2 separate regions of the Mus musculus genome follow, and region 1 is linked to region 2. The links are chromatin contacts, called in public promoter capture Hi-C maps. All regions are on one chromosome and are shown on one strand. The core of a region is the stretch at or near the end of the contact, and the rest is flanking DNA. Distances in the headings are between cores, read along the strand shown. Region 1 holds the start of Rab11fip1 (RAB11 family interacting protein 1 (class I)). Region 2 has its middle 33 kb from the start of Gm31843.

Evidence for each region. Promoter capture Hi-C pulls out the DNA fragments that hold promoters and counts their contacts.
Region 1: a promoter capture Hi-C map of liver shows a contact between it and region 2, with 2.6 times the contacts expected there. The contact joins the promoter of Rab11fip1 here to the enhancer-like site in region 2. A contact is called at or near these places in 6 of 39 promoter capture datasets (the 3T3-L1 cell line, cranial neural crest, hippocampal neurons and 2 more) and 2 of 484 Hi-C or Micro-C datasets (myocytes and rod photoreceptor).

What each region holds. Positions count from the first base shown.
Region 1 is chr8:27,171,893-27,178,284 of GRCm38.p6, reverse strand. It overlaps Rab11fip1 (RAB11 family interacting protein 1 (class I)), which reads left to right and starts at 3,639. Exons shown (of 6, transcript NM_001080813.2): 1 at 3,639-4,076. The coding sequence starts at 3,700.
Region 2 is chr8:26,345,956-26,352,002 of GRCm38.p6, reverse strand. No RefSeq gene overlaps it. Among named protein-coding and RNA genes, the nearest start is that of Gm31843, 33 kb to the left of the region's middle. Within about 2 kb of position 1,697, at least 16 of the 459 cell types and tissues checked have an H3K27ac peak or open chromatin away from gene starts, as enhancers often do. A contact at or near this core is called in liver, where this site is marked.

The sequences.
Region 1 (6,392 bases), core at 2,390-4,889, 820 kb before region 2:
TTTTTTTGGTTTTTCGAGACAGGGTTTCTCTGTGTAGCCCTGGCTGTCCTGGAACTCACTCTGTAGACCAGCAGGCTGGCCTCGGACTCAGAAATCCGCCTGCCTCTGCCTCCTGAGTGCTGGGATTAAAGGCGTGGGCTACCATGCCCGGCTCAGTCTGCTTTTTAATTCAACCCAGGACCACCTGCCCAGGGGTGGTAACACCACCCACAGTGGGCTGGGCCTTCTCACATCAATCACTAATCAAGAAAATACTTCAGGGACACGCGTATAAGGCCAATCTGATCGAGGTGTTTTTTCTCAGTTGAGTATCGGGTCTTCCCAAATATAGCCAGGTTTTTCGTCAGGTTGACAGAAACCAACCTGCATGCTCCTCAAACCGTCACACAGGAGGCAGTCACAGCCCAGCTAGTGGGCAGGTGCCAAGGCATCTGGACACAAGAGGCTAGAGAGCTATTTACCAAGAGCTGGGTGAATGAATCACTGTACCAGGACGTTTGTCACCACCACACCCTGGAATCTGCAGCAAAGGATGAAAACAGGCAGCCATTATTACCAGGCTCTTCCAGCCCCTCCTCTGGACTGCCTGCCACATCACCCACCTAAAATTCCCAGTGATCATTTTGGATTTAACCCTTCCTGGGGCGGTGGTTGGCAATTTAGGATAGCAGTGATTAGGGTCCCTTTGCTTGTCTGGCTCTTCTCCCCTCCCCCAGCACGGATGAGGAAGCTACTGGCTGGCCTCTACAGATCTGCATTCCTGATGGACCGGAGCTGCCTGGCCGCTGCTTGAGGAGAGGCCCGGGAGCCTTCCTGCTCCCAGCCACGCTTTGGTGCCTTTGCAGGACGACGGCTGCCCTGCCTGTCCAGTCTAACCTGCCCAGCACCTTGTCTGTGTGCTCAGGGTTGACTGAAACTCTCTTCCTCTTTCAGTTGGAACCAGGAGTGGGCGGGGCAGGTGGACCCAGGAGTGGGCGGGGCAGGTGGGAAGAAGTGCAGTTCTTTCACTCCGCCCTGACCTCGGGAGGTATTTACAAACATTCCCAATGGCCCTTTATGGTTGCAGACCTGCCTCTGGGATAGCCAGCTGCCTGGGAGTGGTGGTGCTGTTAGTTGGTGGGCGGCCAGAACCTTCTCAACTGTCTGTCTTGTAGCCTTTGTCACTGTGCCCGTGTATCCCTAGTCAGGTTACAGTGTTGTCAAAGCAGACAGATTCTCACTCAGTCACTGAGTCTTAAAGACAGTGTGACGCCCCCCCCCCCCCCAAAAAAAAAAGAGGAAACAGCCATCTTGTAGGTCCATATCTGGCTGGAAAACACCTTGTTCCTTCTTTATTGACATGTCTGATATCCTCCCCCCGCCCCGCCCCCATCAGTCACCACCCCCATCACTGCTAAGCCCAGCCCCAGGCATCTCAGCGAACCCCAACTGAGAGTCAAAAATATAAAATAAAAAAAGGCCCTGGTGTGTGCTGGTGATGAAGTGGCACTGCCCTCTTCCACCCTGCCATCTCTCTTAGCCAGAGTCTCTGCCTGACAGAAACCCAAACACATGAGGTCACGCACGCTCGTGGTTCTTTCTCGCCCCACCTCCCTCCCTTTATCCCTTCCACGAGAGAAGAGATGCTACCTCTTGCTCATCCAGCTTGGGGTCAATCCTTGCTTGCTTCTCGTGGAAGCAGCACAGAAAATGTGAGTCTGGGCAACATGACCCATGTCTGTAATCCCAGCCCCCAGAGGACAGAGACAGGACAAAGAGACCTTTGAGATCAGCTTGTTCTCTCTCTGTGTGTGTACAAATAGTAAAAATAAATATTTATAAATTTTCAAATTTTATGTATATGGGTGTTTTGCTTGCAGAGGCTAGAAGAGGCTGTCAGATCCTCTGGAGCTATAGTTATGAGCCACCATGTGTGTGCTGGGAATAGAACCTGGGTCATCTGGAAGAGCAACAAGTGCTCTTAACTGCTAAGCTATCTCTCCAACCCCTGTATATATATATATATATAAGTGAGTGTGGAGGGAATCAGAGCTGTAAACTTCCAAAGCCAATTTGGACCCCAGATGTAGAGTTCATCTAGTAGGGCCCATTGGACAAGCAGGACAGCCAGCTGAGTATAGACAGCAAGGATGGGTAAAGTGAAGGCAGATGGGACAGAGAGCAGACAGTCCCCAGGGGGAAATGAAGGCAAATGGCTGTCACTGGCATGCTCTTCACAGGCACCACCACCTCCCAACTGGGCTCAGTTTAAGGATGCCACTGCTCATAGCCTTCCAGTGAGCTTTCTAGCTCGCCAGGTCTAACACTGATGTATAACTCCAAATCCTGGTGTTCATAATCTGTATGACCCAGCCACCTTGGCAGTCCTATTTTCTCCCCCCCCCCCCCCCCCCGCAAGACTGAGAAGCAGGGAGTTAAACAAGTCACCTGTCTTTCAGGCAGCTATGTCAAGTGGAAATCTGTGACAAGCAGTGAGGTAGATAAGGGACAGCTGGGGCCCCAGGGAGAGAAACTCTCTAGGCTGCAGGTTTGTTTACCCAGAAGTCAAGGAAAACAAAGGGGTGGGACCCAAAAAAGGAATGCCTTCAAGAGTCTAAGTGAGAAGTACCGCAGCTGGCGGTAATTCAACACTGCAGGGGTTCCAGAAGTCGGGAAAGCAGTAGGCTGGTCGACCAGAGGGAGCTCAGTGGAGAGGGAGGGGTGTGTGTGTGTGTCTGGAAACCTTTAAAGTGTTGTAGCGCGGGAGGTGTCCTCAGTTCTAGCATGGGAGCCAGGGCACCAGGGCTCTATCCCCAGCTTTAATGTAAGAACTCGGACGTGTCACATCTTTCCTGAACCTTAAGGCTTTCAAAGTTACATTTCCACTCTGAATAACTCACCATCGGAGATTTCAGCCTTTGAAGGATGACCCGAAACACTCAGGGAAGTCACCAATCTGCTAGACACTGACTGGGAACAAGAAAACCGAGTGGGAGGCCAGAGATGGAGCCCAGAGAGGACGCAAGAGGCTTACGTAGGAAGAAATGGGGAACCGAGGGGTTCGGTTTGGCAACCCCGTTTCCAGTTCCCCCTTCTTGCTCTTCCTAACCTAGCCTCACCCTATGTGGTAAGGGCAGAGTAGCACAGGCTAGTCCCTCACCTACCCTCCGCTTCCCCGACACAGTCTCTCACAACATCCCTGGCTCCCCGCCTTCCTCCAGAGCAGTACCCAGGGGACCAGAGCAGGAGAAGCATCCCTGGAGTGGTGTGGTATAACCCAAGCATAGCTACCACTTTCGGAGCCCTTCCCATAGGCATGCAACTATGCTATAAACTTAAATGTATTACTTTCTTTACAGCAATCCAAGGGGTGACTGTCGCCTCGTTTTACGCAAGAAGAAACTGAGGCAAAGTCTCACATCTGCTGCTAGGCGGATCAGGCTTGCTCCTGTTCCCTCATACGGACTCAGACAACTGGGGACCACTTAGTGCATCATTACTTCTCTGATCCAAAACTCTTCAGGCTGCGCCAGCCCACGTGACCTTTAGGTCCCCGCCTTCTCCGCGAGGCCCGCCCCCAGGGCAGGTGGCGCGCGGGCGCAGGGGGCGTGGTGGGGGCGTGGCCGGAAGCATTAAAGCGGCTCGGGAGCCCGGTGGGCGGTCCAGACCGAGGACAGCGGCTACCTTCTGGCTTCCTAGCCTGGTGCCGCGTCTGCCACCATGTCCCTGGCGGCCTCAGCGGGCCGGGGCCCGGGGACCATGTGGTCCCCTACCCACGTGCAGGTGACGGTGCTACAGGCGCGGGGCTTGCGGGCCAAGGGACCCGGGGGCACGAGCGACGCGTACGCGGTGATCCAGGTGGGCAAGGAGAAGTACGCCACGTCGGTGTCGGAGCGCAGCCTGGGCGCGCCCGTGTGGCGCGAGGAAGCCACCTTCGAGCTGCCTCCGCTGCTGTCCTCCGGGGCCGCGCCGGCCGCCGCCGCCACCCTGCAGCTCACCGTCCTGCACCGCGCGTTGCTCGGTCTCGATAAGTTCCTGGGCCGCGCCGAGGTGGACCTGCGGGAGCTGCACCGGGACCAGGGCCGCAGGAAGAAGCAGTGAGTGGCTGCAGGGCGCGGGGAGTCCAGGGGAGGAAGGACGCTCGGGCAGTGCACCTTGGGGGCGAGAGTGGCAGCTACCGCGCTATGGGAGGATGGCCCTTGGCTCCCCCTCGCCCGCAGGCTCACCTAACCCAGCTTCTCTTCGGGCTGTCAGTTTCCAGCTTTCCCAGTTATGGGGGCTTTTGGAAGATAGGAGAACCTTTGAATCCTCAGGGCGCCCTTAGACCGCACAGCACACTAAGCACTAGATGAAGTTTTGGTGAACTGAAATAATATGCAGGTAGGAGAATTCCTATTAGGTGGGGTATCCGCTTTATCTTGCATGGACGCTCCCCTGAGTATTTTGTTGAACTTGAGAGGCTTTGAGCTGAGAACCCTTGGGCCAGGGAGGGTAGCTATTTGGAGTGAAAGCCTAGGGCCCCCAGAGCTGGACGATCCTGGGAGGACAAGAGTGGGGGAAAAAAACCACCAGCCTGGTGATTGCTGATTCTCATGCCCATCTGATTCGACCCCTCGGAATGAACGCTAGAACAGTTTGTTGTTTGTCTGGGATCTGAATTAGTGGTCGATGATTGTTCCAAGATCTGTTACTGACTCAGTAGAAGTGAGTAGAATAGGTTGTTGCTCTTTGGAGTTTGGTAAATTCTGTCTGGTTCTAATTCCTGGTACCGTGGCTACTCACTAGCCTACCTGTGGCCCCTTAATTGAAGGTTCTGACAGGACATCCTAATTTTGCAGAAAAAGTTAGGCAAACTCCAGTTCACGTTAAAGTCTTTTGTTTGTTTGTTTGTTTGTTTGTTTGTTTGTTTCGAGACAGGGTTTCCCTGTGTAGCCCTGGCTGTCCTGGAACTCCCTCTGTAGACCAGGCTGACCTTGAACTCAGAAATCCGCCTGCCTCTGCCTCCTGAGTGCTGGGATTAAAGGCGTGTGCCACCACGCCCGGCCACTTGAAAGTCTTCAGATTATTTTACTTTATTTTATTTTGTTCACTGGTGTTTGCAAAGGGCACTTTAACCAATGGAACCTTTGATTACGGTTATCTCGTGTACCAAAGAGCTTGGATTAGCCTAACTGGGTACTTTGCTTGACCTTATAGATGCCAGCTCTGTTAACAACCAAACCCCCCTGGGCCGAAAAACATATCCTTATGTTCCTTCCTGGTACTTCAGGTACACTGGGCCTTTTAACTTTGTCTTGGGATGGGGCAGGATTCAGAGGAGCTGAATTTTCCAGGCTAGGGTAGGATCTGTTTCAGCAAGCAATGTTTAGAATTGAAATACCTGATGTCGTTTTTGTGGCCACCGATGAATAGGCATTTCTGAACACAGCGTCTTACAAGCCAGACTGTATCTGCGGAAGGGAAGCCGAAGTTAACTTTATTTCCTCTCTGGATTCAATGCCATTTGCAGGGCTTGACTGCCAGCTCTTCATCTCGCCCCATTCCAAGATGGATGTTCACGTCTCTTGTTTAACTGTTTCTTATATGACTATTTCATTCCCCTTGCAAGATAGATTGCATCTCCATGCTGGAGATGGGGGTTTCCCAGTCCTAGGTCTGACGTCCACTAGCCCCTGACTCATAGCTGGGCTCCTCTGGCTCCAAACACCCCAGTTTCCCTATTTATAAATGGAGCATGCTGCTACCCTTAATTGGTGTTTGTAAAGAGTTGCTGCTTCCTGGATTAATGAAGCCAGGGGAAAGGTTCAAAAGGTCCTGCGCTGCTGTGTGAGGGATGAAAACCTCCTTAAGCTCTCTTTCTTCTCTGTATCCCTCTTCCTCATTTTCTCTAAGGTAACCCTACACCTACATGGCCACTCCTGTTTCTGTCACATGAGCTGCTTACCACTCAGTCACAATATTGACTGGCAGTAAGACTGTGTAAGTCTTACAGTATTGACTAAGTACAGTATTGACTAAGTAAGACTGGGCTTACCGGGTGGGTTTTTATAACTGACATCAGATGTCTTTGCTTTGCAAAAAGTAGGTGAAATCTCAAAGTTTCCGACGACTAGGAAGCTAGGGGCTTTCCCAGCTGCTGGGGGAACCCATTCAAACCAAGCCTATTGGATGCCCTTGTGTAACTCCAAGGTGCCCCGGGTAGCTGAGGTGAAGAACACAGGAGAGCTATTAAGTTTTAGCAGAAAGAAACAGGTTTGGCTAGAAAGTCGATTTGAATTAGTTATTAATGGTTTGATTCCACCTTAACGTGTTAGAAATCAGAAACAAAAGCTAAAATCTTGGTCTGCTGTGTTTTTGTGTGTGTCTGACACAACAGTTGCTGGACAGAGGGTGATTTTTCTTAGAGTTTCAGA
Region 2 (6,047 bases), core at 448-2,947:
TTTTTTTGTCCAGTATTTCAATACATTAAATGCAATTACTTCATTGTTGATTTACCTGTCATTACAGGCATGTGTTTGAACATGATTTATTGAGTGAGTTTTGTGCCAGTTGACTTGCGATAGATTGCACAATATTCAAAGGGGCTCATTTGCTTGGCGTTACATTAGAGGCACGATGATTGCAACACAAAGCAATGTAAATGAATTCTGAGAGGCTCCATCATTCATGTTGTCATGTACTGAATCCTATTATTATTTATTACCATAATTGTACTGTGTTTCCTGGGGCGATAAATTAGGAATGATGGGCCCCGCTGACAGTCAAGGGCTGGACTCGCTCTATATAATTTAATAGGGATACTGTAGGGTCTGTGTGTTTGGAGGAGATTTGGGTAATGGTTAAAAAAAGAAAAAAAAAAAGAAATGATTTTTTTTTTTTTACAAAAAGTATAAAAGCTTTCCAAGTTTATTTTTCCCCCTTCCTCTTTCTTTAATGCCTTGGCTACGTTTAAAGTCCCAATAAAAGCTAAAGTAAAAGAAACGTTCTGTCTTCTAGCATGAGATGTTTAAAACTCACTACCTCCAGACACAGTCCAATCCCCGTGGGGTTCTGACAGGTGGTATTAACCCTTGCACCAACAGGGCATCCTGGGGCATGAAGAATCTAGAATTGCCAGGACTTCAATGGCCAGGATGAGGGAGATCACATTAACCTTGCACAAAATTGACTCTAACAGAGCTCCGGGCACTTCATCTTATCTGGTAGGGTGGTGTTTCTGTAGAAGTCAAACCATGCTGGTCAGAACATCAGAGTTGGTACAAAATTGCTGAAGAGGATGGAAGAGGGTTGGGGGAGCCTTGGGAGAGCCTTAGCAGAGCGTGTCACGAAAAACGAGCAGTAGGGGAGACCTGAGAGGACACCCACCTCAAGCCTGTTGAACCTTTGGTGAGGAAACTGCCAAATAGAGAGGATAGACAGCCAACAGACAAACAGCTGCTAGAAATGCCCTGTCTTGCCCAGTTACAGTTTAGATACAAAATGCCCCCCCCCCCGGGGAGCACATCTGATGGACACTTGACCCCTAGCAACTGGTGGTATTTTGAGATGTTCTAGACACTTTAGGAAATGAGCCCTAGCTACAGGAAGTAGGTCATGGGGTCAGATCCTTAGGGCTTCCACCCAGTCCCTTCCTGTGACGAAGAGGTCCCTCTGCTGCATTCTCCTACCACTGCGATATTCCGCCAAAGCACATAAGACCACATAACTGTGAGCCAGAAAGCTCCCCCTTCTTCCCCTCTGGTGAGTTGTTCTCATGGGTTTTTTGGTCACAGCTACATAAAAGCAACTTAACTACCCCTGAGGATGTTAATACTACATTCTACTGGCCTTCTGGGTCAACCAATGTTCGGGGAGTTCTGAGAAATATTACATGATAAACCCAGATATTACCACAGGGAGCAGGGAAGGAAAAAGCCAAAACTGTCTTAACGGTCAGCATGGATCCACCTAGAAAGGTCTATGACTATCAAGAGGCGAGGGGGTAAGCTGATGGTCAGATAGTATTAGTCGGGAAAGTCTTAAAATATCCATATAATGTACAACCGGACAATCAATTTTATTCAAGGAAATAATCAATCTGCCTTTGAACCCTGGGTCAGAGGTCAGGGGTTCATAATCCTACCGAAAGAGACTTTTGACAGTGCATACAAGAGCCTCTCATCACCCTGTATTCTTACCTGCTGCCATCTTCTCAGGGGCTCAGGAGTATAGAGGTAGAAGTAAGGGGGATGTAAGGAACTGGGATGAAATTGAAAGCAGGGGGTTACAGTTATATATGTAATTTCCTCAGTGGAGACAGCATCGAAGCCATTTTGCTGATTGCTCAAGAGCTTAACAGAAAGAGTCCACCCTGCTTGTCTGAGTTCAGCTGGCTTCTACGTAGCGCTGAATGGCTTTGTTCAGATTGATTCTGGCAGTGCCAAAAAAAAAAATCAATACATTGCTGCCTACTAGGGCTGACTTGGCTGTTTAAACAGGAGAACTTAGACCAGTTTAGAAAAACCAGATCAGATCCTCTGGGTGTGACCCCCTTTTCTCCTGTGTAGCTGCTGGAATGATAAAAAAAAAAAAAATTCCACCCCAAATACATTTCATGGAAGCCTCCTATGGCCCTGGCCTGTAATAATGGACTACACCCATTAAGCTGCTTGTTAGGCCCCTGGTAATTTCTCCATATTTGGCCAACAACCCAAGCGGTAGCCTGTGCTTTTCATGGCCTGTGAGGGGCTGTAGTCTTGGTGTTTCAGTGTCCCATCGCAGGTGACAGTCTTCTGCATTATGACCTTAAAGAGCCCTCCAAAGGGCCCTGCAGCTAGCCTTACCAGGCACCATAGAAGTGGCAGTCACTAAAAAAGGAAAAAAAAAAAAAAAGCCTGCCTCACCTCCCAACACAGGGTGCTAGGTTTGTAGGTGAACCCCGTATACAGTAGGCTTCGCCTTTTCCTTCGGGCTGCCCAGGGTCTCTGAGATGCCTCCGGCAAAAGGGAAGTGCCACACGGTTCCACCATCTGTTGATCTCTGGGTCCAAGCCCTTCATGGAGAGAGGTGGGTGAAACTGAGTGAGCCGTTAGCAGAAGGTTTTAAATTTGGAATTTAGCCTCTAATCCGTGCTCTTCTAAAGACCTTGGCTTGCAGCCTAAGTGGATGCTGTCTCCCTCCATCCAATATTTGCTCTTGCTGCTATCCTAATTTCTGTAGAAATTAACCAAGTGCTTTCGTCTATTTATATCGCAATTGCGGCCAGATTGGTCCATTAGAGTACAATCACCACCAAAACTGGCCCTCTGCATTGTTAGGGTAAAAGCCCTGATTTATAAAATAATAATGGGAATTGCAATCCTGACAGTAAGTAACACAGGAAAATACTGTGCCCGATTCTGAGATTATGCGCAAGGAATAGATTCAGGCTAATAGAATTAAGTCCAGGAGGCCTGGGGCAAGGTCGGGACACTCAGAAATTACTTGCTTTGTCTTTGAGCCACTGGACAATTTACCAGCCCAAGATTCACCAAGGTACAAAAGATGATGATAAAAGACATACTGATTTGGGGTACCGATCCCTAAGACAATTATGGAAGCTTGGAAAATACTGGCTGATACCCACATGCATTAGCCAGTGGTCTGAGCCCATCATGGTAAGAGTTATTTATGTATCAGTCTAGGGCAGCAACTTTCAACCCCTTTGGCAAGCCTGTCTTTCTAAATATTTACATTATAACTCATGATGGTAGCAAAGTCATAGTTACAAAGTAGCAAAGACAATCATTTTACGGTTAGGGGTCACCACAACCTGAGGAACTGTGTTCGAGGGCTGCAGGACTAAAAAGGTTGAGAACCACTGATTTAGGGTCAATATACTCCAAACTGAACCCTTAAATATCTCCCTGCATCTTTGGGATGCTCCGTGACAGTGAAATGGGCAAATAGTTCGAATGTAAATATCTGTTGTGTTTAGAAACATTCTAGTATAACTTGGATATCCCCAGAACCCACATGAAGGCAAGAAAGAACCTCCTCCCAGTGGATGCCCTGCCTCTCCCTCCTCAGGGCTGGGGTCAATGGTGTGTACCTCCACTCCCAGCTTAGACATCTTCTTACCTCACCTTAATCTTTTCCCTGCTCACTGCAGGAGCCTTACGTAAATGTACACACTCAGGTACATTGAGAGGAGAGAGGAGAGACCGCCTAGTGATTGTACACACTTCTGGTATAGAGCAAGAGAGTGGCCCAAAGACCCCCAGGTGACCCCAAATCTGTGGGCATTCTCTGGGATGCATGGATATAAAGGCTGCCTGGGTTCCTGACCCACCTTGAAAGCAGCTCCCTTCCTCTGTGGTCCTGAGGGAGGTCATACCTAAGGTTCATTGCCGGGTTTACTCTGAAAGGCCCCTGCAGCTAGCCTTACCAGACACTCAGAAAAGCCCTTCACGAAGCCAGACAGGACCCTGCCCTTCCACCCTCCGCCACGAAAGGAAGAACTTTTTATACAGTGAGTCTTTGGAATTCCCTTTGCTGCTGCTGGCTTTAGTGGTAGCAATGAGGGGTCAGAATGTCCTGGCCAGGGGAAGAGAGGGACTGGTTGATAGAGTAGCCTTGTGGAGGACTGAGGACTCTGCAGGAGACTTCCTACTGGAAGAAACTTGTGACTAGACTTCACGCCCCATGGTAGAATGATTGGGCTGAGAGAGTGAGCAAGCTCAAGCTGGCCAAGTCAAAGCCAGTCTAAAATCCCTACTATGGCCGGGCAGTGGTGGCGCACGCCTTTAGTCCCAGCACTTGGCAGGCAAAGGCAAGCGGATTTCTGAGTTCGAGGCCAGCCTGGTCTATAGAGTGAGTTCCGGGACAGCCAGGGCTACACAGAAAAACACTTGTTTCAAAAAAAAGAAAAAAAAAATTCCCTACTGTGCCACTCACCAGCTCTGTGAGGTGAAGCAAGCCAGGAATCTCTTGTCCAGGATGGTGATGAGTGGAGAGCCTCCACCACACATCTCTGTGGCTGTCAGCTCCTTCAGGAGTTCTGGAGGCTCGGGTAGCTGACCTTGGCCATGAGGTTCATGGCTCTGGGAAGAGGGTAAGACAAGTGGACTTAGTCCTCTGGGGAGGGGGGGTGTCAGTGGAAGAACTGAGGAGTTCCGAAGTTCCAGAGTACCTCCATCCTACAGATTAGTTCCTAACCACCTTCCTGATGCTGCAGCCCTTAATATAGTTCCTCGTGGTGTAGGGACCCCCAGACCATAGAATTTTTCCCTTGGTACTTCATAAGTGTAATTTTACTACTGTTGTGAGTCGTTATGTTAATATCTAGTATGCAACCCCTGGGAAAGGGTCATTTGACACTCCCTGCCACCAAGAGTTCAAGGCGCACAGGTTAAGAACTGCTGTCATAGACCATTTCAGGATGATCAAAGAGTGGCCCAAAGCTATTAGGTTCTATATATGATCATTGTCATTTCAGCAGATTTATTTTGCTTACTTTTAGACCATTTGACTTTGTGGCTGCCATTTAATGTCATGTGGCTAGTAGCCACTGTCTTGTATAGTATGGCTCCTTAATATGTTAATCCTCAGGAATGCTCTAGAAGGTTGGAGTGACCTTTTTCTCTATCACACACTGTAAATCAAGTCTATCCTGTGAGACACTGGCATCAGACATCCTAGGAGTTTTCTATATTGGACTGGAAGTGGGCTCTTGCCTAGAACATGCAAGGGCCTGAGTTCAATCCACAGCACCATAAAACTAAAATAATCAGCAAAGGCATCCAAGTTTCCTGCATGAAAGAGAACTGAGAACATTTTTTTCAAGGACAGCCAGAGCATCCACATACGGACAGGTGTTCTGATGGATAGTGCCTGCTCCGGAACATTTCAACTCTAGTTTCTGTTTTGAGCATCTTGGTACACTCTTGAGACAAATTCTGCATGTCTCTTATTTAGTCAGGCTAATGGGCCACATTACCCTTGTACTCCTTGTTCCATGCCCACATTTCTTCCTTATAATCGCATCAAAGCCATCACCTTCTCTTAGGAGACACCTTCCCCAGGGTTCTAGGAAAGGCTGGAAACAACCTTCCCGCTTCTGTTTTACTTCACTCTGTCACAGGGTGGTTTCCTGGGCTACTGATGGAAAGGAGGGTTTTCACAGAGGGACCAAAGGATGCCACACACTTCCCCTCTTATAGTAGAAAATTAGAATTGTTAGTTTGGAACCCAGTCACATGGAACAGGAAATATGTCATCAAGACTGGAAGGGTCAGGAAAAGGTTTTAATGAAAAGTAGTATTATTTCTAAAGTAACTTAGTCTTTCATTTATTCCAGAGAAAAGTCCTTGGGGTGTTTAGGAGAAAATGTAGTAAATGATAATGAGGGCCCAGGCCCCCACAAAGGGGCTGTAGATAGTCACCTTAAGGAAACTTCTTCGAGATCCTCCAGCCCTTGACAGTGGTCCAGGCCAGATCTTATTCTTCTTCCAAGTTTAGGCAGGTAGAG